2 separate regions of the Rattus norvegicus genome follow, and region 2 is linked to region 1. A link is a contact called in public Hi-C data. All regions are on one chromosome and are shown on one strand. Each heading gives the region's core, a stretch centred on a gene start, on an enhancer-like site or on the middle of the called end of the contact. The rest is flanking DNA. Distances are from core to core; before and after follow the strand shown.

Evidence for each region. Hi-C and Micro-C count contacts between places; a contact is called where the count stands out from the background.
Region 2: a contact with region 1 is called in a Hi-C map of Schwann cells, with 5 times the contacts expected there. The contact joins two enhancer-like sites. A contact is called at or near these places in 4 of 12 Hi-C or Micro-C datasets (Schwann cells, kidney, liver and 1 more).

Annotation. Positions count from the first base shown.
Region 1 is chr14:2,847,187-2,853,264 of GRCr8, forward strand. No RefSeq gene overlaps it. Among named protein-coding and RNA genes, the nearest start is that of Cdc7, 120 kb to the right of the region's middle. Within about 2 kb of position 2,150, at least 3 of the 93 cell types and tissues checked have an H3K27ac peak or open chromatin away from gene starts, as enhancers often do. A contact at or near this core is called in Schwann cells, where this site is marked.
Region 2 is chr14:2,931,238-2,937,315 of GRCr8, forward strand. No RefSeq gene overlaps it. Among named protein-coding and RNA genes, the nearest start is that of Cdc7, 35 kb to the right of the region's middle. Within about 2 kb of position 3,519, at least 9 of the 93 cell types and tissues checked have an H3K27ac peak or open chromatin away from gene starts, as enhancers often do. A contact at or near this core is called in Schwann cells, where this site is marked.

The DNA of each region.
Region 1 (6,078 bases), core at 900-3,399:
TCAGACTGTAAGATGATCAAAGCTGTTTCAGCCCACCCTACTGGTACAAAAGTTCCCCACACAGAGCACAAGCAATTCTGTAAGATGTCTTGGCAAGGATCAGGAAGAGCTAACAGGCAATTTGCTATGGTAATTTCCTGGGGATCCTGTTGTTCTAAGAAGCAAGATGGCTGCTCAACTGTCACGTTGACCTCTAAGCTTCTTTTGCCAGGGCATCTTGCTTGAGGGGTCTTACATTTTGAGCACAGCAAAAGCAAGGTAATCTCCCCCTTTGCGTAAGGATGAAAGGTTGGGAGAAGAACTAGCTCCCTCATGTACCACAAAGGACAACGGCTTCCTACACAGGGTACAGGAAGCCATCTAAGAGACAGCAGCAAATGGATTCTCAAGGGTGTGTCAGTAAACTAGCTATTGAAGGAAGTCAGCTCAGCGTCAGACAGGGTAGACTTTGGTGTGTCCATTCTGACAGGAGCCACTCTTTAACTAACAGACTCCTGAACCTGTGGTCCCCAGAGGAATGGAATTCCCCTGGAACTTTCATACTGAGAGAAGTAGTCTGGGGTCCTGGTGCGAGACAGAGCGGTGGGGGGCTCCCAGAACGGGGTTCTCGAAGCTTTGGATAGTGTGCCTTTTGCAGGAGAGACTGATGAGTCAGCCAGGGACAGGTTCACAGCTTGACCAGGACTGCTTAGTCACGAATGCCCCTTGTCCTGTACTTAAACCTAACGATGGACTTGAGGCCACTACACCTCTTTATTTTTCCCGTTTCTCAGTGTTGGAAAAACCCTTTTCACTTGTCATCTCTTTAGTTGGCCTGAAAGGACAGGTGGCTGAGCTGTGAGAACTCAGGCCTTGACCCTCAAGCCCAGGAACGTGCGAAGTAGTGGTCACAATCTAATTTATTTATTTGTTGTTATAAATAAACATAAACAGTTTGGTTTTGATTTGGTGTTTGTTTGGTCTTTTGTTGTTGTTTTTTATTTGTTTGTTTAGTTGGGGTTTTTTGTTTTATTTTGTTTTGTTTTACAGATTCTTTCTATATAGTTCTGGCTGTCCTGGAACTCACAGAGATCTGCCTGCTTCTGCCTCCTGTGTATTTCTACTTTAAAGAAACCTGAATTTAGGGCCTTAAGAGATGGCTCATCCCTTGTGGCTCCTTTAGAGGACTGGAGTCCAGTTTCTGTCACCTACATTCATTTACTTGCTCACAACCACCTATAATTCCATTTCCAGGGGGTCTGACTGCCTCTGCCTTCCGTGGGAGCTCTCATGCACACGGCGTACATACACACAGACATGTGAGCATAAATTTCAAAAGGAAAAGAAATCCGAATTTGGAAAGAAAACGAACTTTTGCTTCCAAGATACAAGGAAGAATGGTCACCCTTGTTCCCGTTGGGAGAGTGAAGTTGTGTCATGTACTTCCTGGGTCAAGGAAGACCCAGTACTCAAAAAAAAAAAAAAAGTGAATGAAATTTTCTATAAGTTGAAAAAGATAATAAGCATACCCTACCATATAGAAAAAATACCACAAATTTCATCTATTTCCTTAGTTTTTGTTTCCCTATATTTACATAAATGGGAATCCTCTCCTCTGATTTGTGAGAGTCGTTCAATCCAGGAACAATCAACAGGTGGCAAATTCAGAGAGATTAGTGAGATAGACTGTTTTCCCTGAGATGATTTACTATCTCCATCACTAAAAGGAAGAAAAGAAACAGCTCGATGACTCAGGCCATTTAAGACGAAGCTTAGAGAGGCATAGAGGCGTTTCTCACGTTCCTTCGCAATGAAAAGTTCATCATGCCATCCTGGGCAATATGGCTTTTGTGTAGAGAGAGAGAGAGAGAGAAAAGACCCTTTGTTTACTGATTTTCTTGGCACAGGGTCTTCACTATGCAATAAGCTAATCCATTGTTCTAAAAATCTGGACAAGAACAGCACCCATTACTGTGACGAGCAGCGGTCAAGGAAGGCAAGAGATTCCATTTGAACTCAGGGTTAAAGGACGTGGCTCCAGAAATGTCTCTGGGCACCATGAAATGCAGCATTGGAGAAAAGGCTGACACTGCAGGGCTTGTTCCTTAAGAGGACTTGGGCTGTGCGTGACAGCAAACTGGGCTCGTTTGTGTTTGGTAATGAGTATAGACTGTGTAGACTGTAGCCCAAGTTCAGTTAATGTAGCTCACCAGCCAATATCAGCACGACCCAGGCTCTCCGCATCTGTGGGCTTTGCCAAACCTGAGTGCTTGGTGCCTCAGACCAGTTCTCTCCATGGATGTCAGATGGTCACAACAGCTTTCAGACATGTCTGGGTTCTGAGGAGAGAGCCTGTTTTCCACTGTGTATCTCTATAAGATACTATGTTTCTCCATAAGTCTTCCTGTAGGGCCTCCCTCTTGTCTCTTTATTCTTTCAACTTTTGTCAGTGTCTGGCATCAAATCCTTGTCTTTCTACATGCTAAACCAGCACCCAACCACTGAGCTATCCCCAGGCTTCTTCCCTCATGACTTACTGACGTTTTGTCTCCTGTCTATATCCCAACCAATGCCAGATTGGAGAAAGATCAGTGAGAGTACACGGCACTTCTGGGTATGAAGCCTCCTCCGAAGTTCACAGCTAAATAAGGAGATGGACATGAACAAAACTAGGGAGGGGTAGAAAGGAAGGAGAGGAGGTGTGAGCCATCAGCAAACATTGCTTCTCGTAAGAGCTGAGCTGTTCTCCAAGAGGCGGTGTCCCAGACAGCAGACACAGTCTACCAAATTTCAGAATATTGTGCCAAACTATGTAAGGCAAGTCCTTCTCCTATGAAGGCGTATACATATGTGTGCACACGTGTGCCGTTAGTTTTTATTCCCATTACCAGTTGATTTACATGTTTCCTCAATGTTTTCGGGAAGAGACCATGGACTGGGATATTTTTGGAATTTTTACCTTTCTGACCAAGTCTCTCTGCTGCTTTCTTTAACCAAAGACAGATGATGGTTAGACAGAAAATCCACATACATGATCCTTCTCTGTCCAGTCTGTAGGCATGACTACAATGTTTTCTGGAGTAAGCGTGGCAGGAGTTACTGTTCCTTTGTTCTGTTGTAAATAAGACCTTATTCCTTTTTGATCCTTTCTTAAAAACATGGGCTGCACCATTTCTTTAGTTTGGTATGCAGTGACCTGGCCACCTACTCGAGGAATCTCCGTGATGTCTTGTTTTCCTGTCTCTTGGCCCCATCCCTTTCACACGCACTAATTTGAATTGGGCTCTCTGTCCTCTGCTCCTTATTGTCTTCTTTCCAACACCGAAACCTTATCTTTTCCTCTGTGTTATAAAGAATATCTTCACTGTGGTCTCCAGACTTCCTTTCCAATGTGCCCAGGGTTTCTCCTCACTCACCGAGAACTGTACTATGCTCCTGGCTACTATTGTGTTAAACTTACTTGTCTGACCCACGTCACGTTGATACTGATGTGGTTCTATTATTGTCTTAGTTAGGGTTTTACTGCTGCGAACAGACACCACAACCAAGGCAAGTCTTATAAAGAGCAACATTTAACTGGGGCTGGCTTACAGGTTCAGAGGTTCAGTCCATCATCATCAAGGTGGCAGCATGGCAACATCCAGGCAGGCACGGTGCAGGAGGAGCTGAGAGTTCTACAGCTTCGTCTGAAGGCTGCTAGCAGAATACTGACGTCCAGGCAGCTAGGGTGAGGGTCTTAAGTCCACACCCACAGTGACCCACCTACTCCAATAGAACCACACCTTCTATTAGAGCCACTCCACAGCCAAGCATATTCAAACCGTCACAGTTATCCTTGCGTCTACCCTCCCGGTGACTAATTTGTACTTCTTTCACAGAACTCATGTCTTCCTACACTCTTCCAAGACTATTGTACCTTCCTAAAAAAATATTTCCTGATCCCCTATGGGAAGCTGCTGTGGGAGAAACGCTCTTTGCCTTGCCTTCCTCCCGCCTTGCTCGTCTTAGAGAGAAGCCAGTGTTGGAATCACCCACAGGCTACACGGTGTAGAGATTTCATCTGCTCTGATGAGACACTTGGGTAATTATTAGATGGTCTCAGTTCCACAGCTGGAGAGCAGGTTGAGGCCGACGCTTTCCTGCAAAGTTCTGAGTCTCAGCTTTCCTTCTAGCACAGCCCTGATGCACTGGATTGCTGACCTGCTTTTAGTTTAGTTTAGTTTAGTTTAGTTTAGTTTAGTTTAGTCTAGTCGTTTTAGGCTATTCTTCTGACTATGCACTGCGACTGGGGCACCTCGTCTTTCTAGCCCCAAGGATAATGTTTGATTTCTGGCAATAAGGAATAAATACACTTAGGAACCAGAGTCTCCCAGAACAGGTCTCTGAAGGAAGCTTAAAAGACAGAGACAATAGAAAAGAATTGGAGAGTCATGTGCCCTTTAACAAAAGGAGGAAAAACAGAGGGAAGCTAGAGGACCAAAAAGGGTAGACGGTGTGGGAAGAAAAAGAACCAGCCACCCTCAGTCTTGTGAGTCTGCTTATCAAGGCTGTTTGAGGTGAGAAGAATGCAGTTTTCAGGGTGATGGGAGCTTTGCTGGGAAAACTGAGTTTTACATTTTTGGCCCAACAAAGGAAGAAATCATTAACTGCATTTTATTACTGTGGGGTTTTAGCTTTCGGTTAAAGGGTATATTGTGTTGCCTAAAACCCAGGAAGGATTTTGAGATAAGAGATAACTGATTAAATATGTTATCCCGGAGTTTACCTTTTGGCCATTGTTGGCTTTGGGCTAGGCATGGCCACGTAGCAGTAGCAGACTCTAGGAATGGATAGCAACTGGTGTCATGAAGCCCGTCTCAGGCTCCTAGCCGTTCTTTAAGATTATTTTTAACTCACAGGTGTTACGGTGTGTTGTTGAGATGCTGGCCTTAGCAGTTTCAAGTTGCCCTTCCTGGTGCTCCTCCTTGCCTACCCCCTCACAGCCCTGGTGAGGAGTCTTCAACAGTGTAGCATGAGGGGCTACACTCTCTAAATGGAGGAACATGGTCTCCTCTCACCTTGTCTCCAGAGTCATTGATTTCTGAGTGAATGGCCAGGCCAACTGAGGCTGGTCCTCTTTGCTTTTGACCACACATGGGATTTTGAATTTTCTGTGGCTTCCCCAAGGTCTTTAGGGGATACCACAACAAGTTTCCACCCCGGAATGTTTACCCTGATCCATTTAAAATCAGAAATGAAGACTGAAGGTTCAGCTCAGCATGTGTAAGGACCGAGGCTGTCTCTAGCACTTACCACAGACCAGTATAGTCTTGACACCTCTAATCTCAGCACCTGGGAGGCCGAGGCAGAAGCCCTTGAGTTCATGGCCTGGCTGTACTGTATGGTGAGACACCATCTCCCAAACAAACCTGTGGGCTGGTGAAGTGTTACAGGTGTTAAAGTGCTTGCCTAGCATGCACAAAAGCTGGAATTCTTTCCCAGTGCCACAGAAAACTGTGCAAACATGCCACCTAGCCCTCATGAGGTGGAGTCTGGAAGATCAGAAGTTCAAGGTCAGCTTTGTCTGTATAATGAATTTGAGAACAGTGCTAGCTCGCTATTGGGGTAAAAAAAAAAAAGCAAAATAAGAAACACCTTCATAAACAAAAATAGTATAACTGACCCAAATTAGATACAAGCCAATAATGTGATTGTTTTTAAAGAAAGGCATATGGATCAATGTATAGGGGGGTGGTTTAAAAATTAAGTGTGTAGGTATGAGTACATGCATATGAGTACTCATAGAGGCCAGTGGTAGTTGGCTCCCCCAGAAGAATTACTGGCAGTTGTGAGCTGTGTGGTGGGGACACTAGGAACTGATTGCAAATCCTTCAAAAACTCAGTACTCGCTTTTTACAGAGCAGTCTCAATAGCCAGCTACCAGCCCCAGGGAGATGCATTTTCTTCTGTGGGGTTTGATCTTTGCAGCTCTTTGAGCTCATTTTTAGCTTCTATTATTAATAAGAATTAGGATTTTTTTTTCTGATGAACAAAAGCAAATTCAAACATGACAAACCAGGATGTTAAAACCATGTGAACTACTATTTTGAAGCAGTAGAA
Region 2 (6,078 bases), core at 2,269-4,768, 85 kb after region 1:
ATTTAAATGGCTACCTCAGCAAAGCAGACCTATGACCTGAGAAGACCATCAGCATCATAATTTACGAAGGAAATACAAATTAAAGCCTCTCTTCACTACTGGAATACCACAGCCAAAGACTGACCCTTTCAAGTTTGGGCAAGAACTCAAAGAAACCGGAACCATAAAATGGTATATTTAATCTAGGTAATAGTTTGGCAACTTCTTAAGATGTTAAATATATTCACTGTGTGACCCAGAAGTTCCCCTCCTAAGTATGTAGGGTACGAAGACAGAGGATTGCAGAGAGGCTGTGTGCAAAGTTCAGAGCCGTTGGAAGGGGAGGGAAGGGAAACTGTGGTCGGGATAGAATAAGTGAGAAAAGAAAAAAAAAAAACAATAAATAAAATAAATACATAAAAATTTCATAGCCACACAGTATAGTAGTTCACACTGTAAATGTTTTAAATATCTACCAACCTCTACACACAAACAAAAGGTAGAGTAGACGCACAATGAACTACTGAGTGGTATAGGTAGAGTAGACGTACAATGAACTACTGAGTGGTATAGGTAGAGTAGACGCACAATGAACTACTGAGTGGTATAGGTAGAGTAGACGCACAATGAACTACTGAGTGGTATAGGTAGAGTAGACGTACAATGAACTACTGAGTGGTATAGGTAGAGTAGACGTACAATGAACTACTGAGTGGTATAGGTAGAGTAGACGTACAATGAACTACTGAGTGGTATAGGTAGAGTAGACGCACAATGAACTACTGAGTGGTATAGGTAGAGTAGACGCACAATGAACTACTGAGTGGTATAGGTAGAGTAGACGCACAATGAACTACTGAGTGGTATAGGTAGAGTAGACGCACAATGAACTACTGAGTGGTATAGGTAGAGTAGACGCACAATGAACTACTGAGTGGTATAGGTAGAGTAGACGCACAATGAACTACTGAGTGGTATAGGTAGAGTAGACGCACAATGAACTACTGAGTGGTATAGGTAGAGTAGACGCACAATGAACTACTGAGTGGTATAGGTAGAGTAGACGCACAATGAACTACTGAGTGGTATAGGTAGAGTAGACGCACAATGAACTACTGAGTGGTATAGGTAGAGTAGACGCACAATGAACTACTGAGTGGTATAGGTAGAGTAGACGCACAATGAACTACTGAGTGGTATAGGTAGAGTAGACGCACAATGAACTACTGAGTGGTATAGGTAGAGTAGACGCACAATGAACTACTGAGTGGTATAGGTAGAGTAGACGCACAATGAACTACTGAGTGGTATAGGTAGAGTAGACGCACAATGAACTACTGAGTGGTATAGGTAGAGTAGACGCACAATGAACTACTGAGTGGTATAGGTAGAGTAGACGCACAATGAACTACTGAGTGGTATAGGTAGAGTAGACGCACAATGAACTACTGAGTGGTATAGGTAGAGTAGACGTACAATGAACTACTGAGTGGTATAGATCTTAGGGTTCAAACTCCATCTGAGAGAACCTAGGGTTGACCTCGAGTTAACTGACAAACTGGCACCCCAGGTTGCTCCCCAACAAATCTGCACCCCCAGGTTACAAGCCTGCCCCTGACACTTCACTTCCTGAGAACCGCCAATCAAGAAGAAAACAGGAGTTAAGTTTATGGCTTGACTCCCAGCTCTATCCAATTATGTTAAAGGCCATAATGGCCGCCAATCAGATGTGTGCCAGTCTAGAACCACCTTCTCGTCTCTATACATGCTTGCCTTAAACTAAGCTTACTGCTGTACCCTCCCGTTCTACTGCATTAGAAACTTTACTGCATCGAACTTCGAGCTTGAGTAAAGGGACCCTAATGTGATCGCATCGGCATTGGCTCCTTGGTGGTCTTTTTGGGGTTCATGAGCGTCTCCTGGCACAACACTACTATTTAGAAATAAAGATGGAATGATACATTCAACATGAGTGAACTTCACGTCACGTATTTGATCGTATTGATTCTTGCCATCTCTGAACATGCAGAAGTAAGAGGAAACACCCAGGAGAGCAAGGGCAGCAGCAGAGACTGACATAGGGTAAGGGAAGCGTTGGGGTGGTACGTGTCCTAAACTTGGATATTACTATTGTGCTGGCTGTACCACTGTAGACCTTTACTTAAACATCAACCACACAGCCTTATAATGGGTGAACGTGATACATAAATTATACTTAACGCATAGAGCAGAAAAATCCTAGAGGCTTTTGGGGGACATGCGTGTGTGCGTGTGTGTGCGTGCATGCGTGTGTGCGTGTGTGTGCGTGCGTGTGTGTGTGTGCGTGCGTGTGTGTGTGTGTGTGTGTGCGCGCGTGCGTGCGTGCCTGCTCATAGGAGAGAAAACACTCATGGGAGCTAGGTGTGAACCTGAGTGCATTGGGAAACATAGGTTTTCTGGGTCTGTGTATAGCTCTACCATATGCTAACCAGATGAGTTCCGTGACTTCTCAAACCTGTTTTGCACTTCGTGTAACCCTCGAGTAGTGAGCTTTGATGGCAGTGCAGGGCTAACCCCAGACCAAACACCACAGAAGACACTCGCTGGGGGGGGGGGGGGGATTCTGAACTGATAAGTTCTACAAAAACTCGAGGCATTGCCCTAAACGTAGACTCGTGGGCTCTCTGGAGGGTATTGTAGCAGAATTCTGAGACACTCTCTCACTGTCCGTAGGGGCCTTATTCATGAGGGACACACACACACACACACACACACACACACACACACACACACGCAGTCACAGACCATGTTTTCCAGTATTGATGTTGCCAGGATGGCTTCATGTGAGTGTACCACAGTTTCCCTCTCCGAGTCCCCAAGGTTGACCCCTCCTCCACGGTGGGTAGTCAAAAGAAGTCAGAAATGTCCTGTGTAATGTGATAATGACACAAACGGGGGTGGGGGGTGGGGGTCACGCTGGTCTAGCTGAGCACTATGTCTATGGGCTGGAATACAAGAGGAGTAGTCTAGCGGGAGGCCATGGAAAATTTCACAGCCCCAACCTGGCATTTAGGAGCTGAGCTGGAAAGTTGGGAACACAGGATGTTACTGAAAATGGGCAAGGCTGCTGCTACCTGAGGCCTTGGCAGGCTTCACCCCCTGCCAGTCACAGGAGGATGTTGGGTCATCAGGAAATAGGGATTTGAAATAATCCCACAGGAAGGTGTGAACAACAGAAGTAACTGGGGGCAGGGGAGCCCAGCAGGCTCTCAAAGATGGCATTGTGATAGATTCCCCCACCAATCCCCAACTCCAGTAACACATCCTGCGGGGGTGGGGGTGCTTTGAGGAGGGCAACTCTCTCCTGGCTCCGGATACTGGCAGCCAGCCTCCCGTGTAACTGCTTTAGTGGACACTTGCTATTTATTTTGGATTCCCGGTACACACTTTTACTTTTTTCTTGTAAACTCACTTGGATTGTTTTGGGAGGAATTTCCTCCTCCCAGTACAGTCTCCGTCAACACAGGCATACTGCCCTCCTCTGGTCGGTTACGGTCTCTCTTGGAACACCAAATAAGGATGAGTCATGGCCACACGGGAGAAAAGCTCGCTGAAGCCCTGACTCCAAGGCCTTCATCCAACCTAATTTCTAACGCTGGAACCCCAACCCTCCTCCAGCTTCCTAGCTGTTTTTCTCATCTGTGACCCCCTGACCCTAGTCTATTAAGCTGTTTAGCTAAAGAGGGCTGCGCTCGGTCTATTCTGAAGACACGGAATGGAAGGCAGTATGTTTGCTCGGTGCCATTTTCATGGATGTGCAAGGGGAAAGCGTCTGCCTCTAGCCATCCACCTTTGAGCTTTCTGGCTATGTGAATGAATCCAGGTGAGTCTGAAGCCTTCCAGGTGTCAATTTCCGATGTAAAATAGGAATGTGGTTGCTTTTCAGCGCAGTCATGATTATGCGTATTTCTGCCTCACTGGCCTGGAAACCTGTGAAGAACCAAAGGAGAGACACGAACACGATGGACCTATCCTTCACGGGTAATGCGTTCTCAGCACTGAAGAGAGACACTGGAAACATGTTTGGTAGTGTTACCAGAGAAGCTCCTGTCACTGAGAGAGTTAATAATAGTCCCCGAAGAATCTGGGAGGGGGATCTGGTGACCTTTCCCTCTACCTTCAGGATGTGTCTTTCTCGTCAACCACTCTGCATGTTGTAAGCATGCTCTCTTCATCGCCAACCTCTTGCGCCCACATGTTTGAACCTGTGAATTAGGACACGCCACAAACTTTCTGATCTCATGCAGCGCCTGCCTGTTGAATGTGAGACCTAGATTCAAACCCATTCCTTCTCACAGCTGGGCCAGTTGGTGGGGACGGTGGTCCTTAACCTGAGCATAAGGAAAGGCCACGGTTCACAGGCCCGGGAAAGGCACAGGGAGGCACTAACATCTTTAGAATTGACTGCTTCTCAAGCTAACAAGGTCGACATTGATAAAGCTGTAGTTAGAATCCAACCAGAGTAGAGGGTACTGACTAGCACTCTGCTGAGAGCATTGGCTGTGAGTCTGTCTGTGCCAGGACCTCTCATCTGGGGAAGTGAGTCTACATTCAAGGGAGTATTGAAGGCTATATACACATCGTTCTCCTCAACTCCTCCCCTGCCTCCAACTGAGAGCAGAGAGTCTGGTTGAAGCTGTGTGCTGCGAATCACCCCCCCCCCCCTTTGTCAGAGAGCTGTAGGAAGGTACAGCCAACTGGCCAACTCAGTCACATAGTCTCGAACTCCCCTCAGATCTGCCATCATGTTCATAGTCCTAATAACAAATGCACCCCTGACAATCTGCTCAATGTCCCCATAAGCCCTCCAGCCAATAACTTTCAAAAAGAAGAGGTGCGACCTCAATCTACTAGGTCAACAGTTCTCAACCTGTGGGTCTCAACGCCTTTGAGGGGGTCGAACGACCTTTCACAGGGTTCACATAGCAGATATCTTGCGTATCATATATTTACATTATGGTTCATAACAATGGCAAAATTAGTAGCAATGAGAATTAATTTACAGCTGGGGCCACCACATGAGGAGCTGCGTTAAAGGGTCGCAGTGTCGGGAAGGTTAAGAACTGCTGCCCTGGGTATTTCTCTAGCATCAGGTCTCAGAAGTGAGGAACCAAGAGTCAGCTCTCCAGGAAAAGCAGTCTTGGTTGACTTGCCATAATCCTGGCACACTGGAGTCCGTTCGACGTTCAGTTCCTGATGCATAGTCTTGGGACACGTTTAGACTTCTCCTCGAAAGTAGAGATTCCAGACTGTTCCTCTATCATGTTATCAAATCCTAGGGAATGCACCCCTGGTAAACATGCAAAACCACAAGAACCAGAGGAGAGCGAGGCTTTGTATTGATTATTGGGGACAGACAAAAGGACAGCAAGTGGCAGGTACTCTAGGATTCTGACAGAGTGGGAACACTGACACATGTTGTCACACAATATAATTTATAACAGATAATTTGTCACACAAAAGACCACAGTAAACAAATTTGTCTATGGAGTGGGTCCAATCGACATCTCTGAAAAGAAGTTCCTCTTTCCTCCCCACAGATCTCCAAAGCTGGAGGTGCCTTGTCCCCCAGACTCTTGTATGAATCAACAGCAAGAGAATCTTCTAGTCACAAGGGCTTGAAACATGACAGTTCGTTTCTGTTTCCCTCTTCCCCTGATGTCCACATCTGGTGCCTCTCGGGGTCCTTAAATTCTCTCTCCTCCACCTCATCCAGAAACAACAGTGTTGCCTTCCTGATAAATGGGAAAACTTGTATCATTTTCCTGGTTAGGGTTCCTGGGATGTCGCAGAACACCATCCGTGGAGCTGAAACCCAAACTCCTTGGCTAGCACCTGACATCTTTTGAGTTAGACTCAACTCCCATTTCCTTGCTCAAGTCTTGGTCCCCCACGTAGGAACATATTAACCATTGTTCCCATTGTATTTTAACGCCCTAGTGACCCATTAGGGACCTCGAAGTATCCTACTAATTAATCCATAGGTCCTGATGCACACCTTTCTAAACAGCCAGTGCACAGCCCATGTCTTCCAGCACTGGGACAGGGCTCTCACTGCCC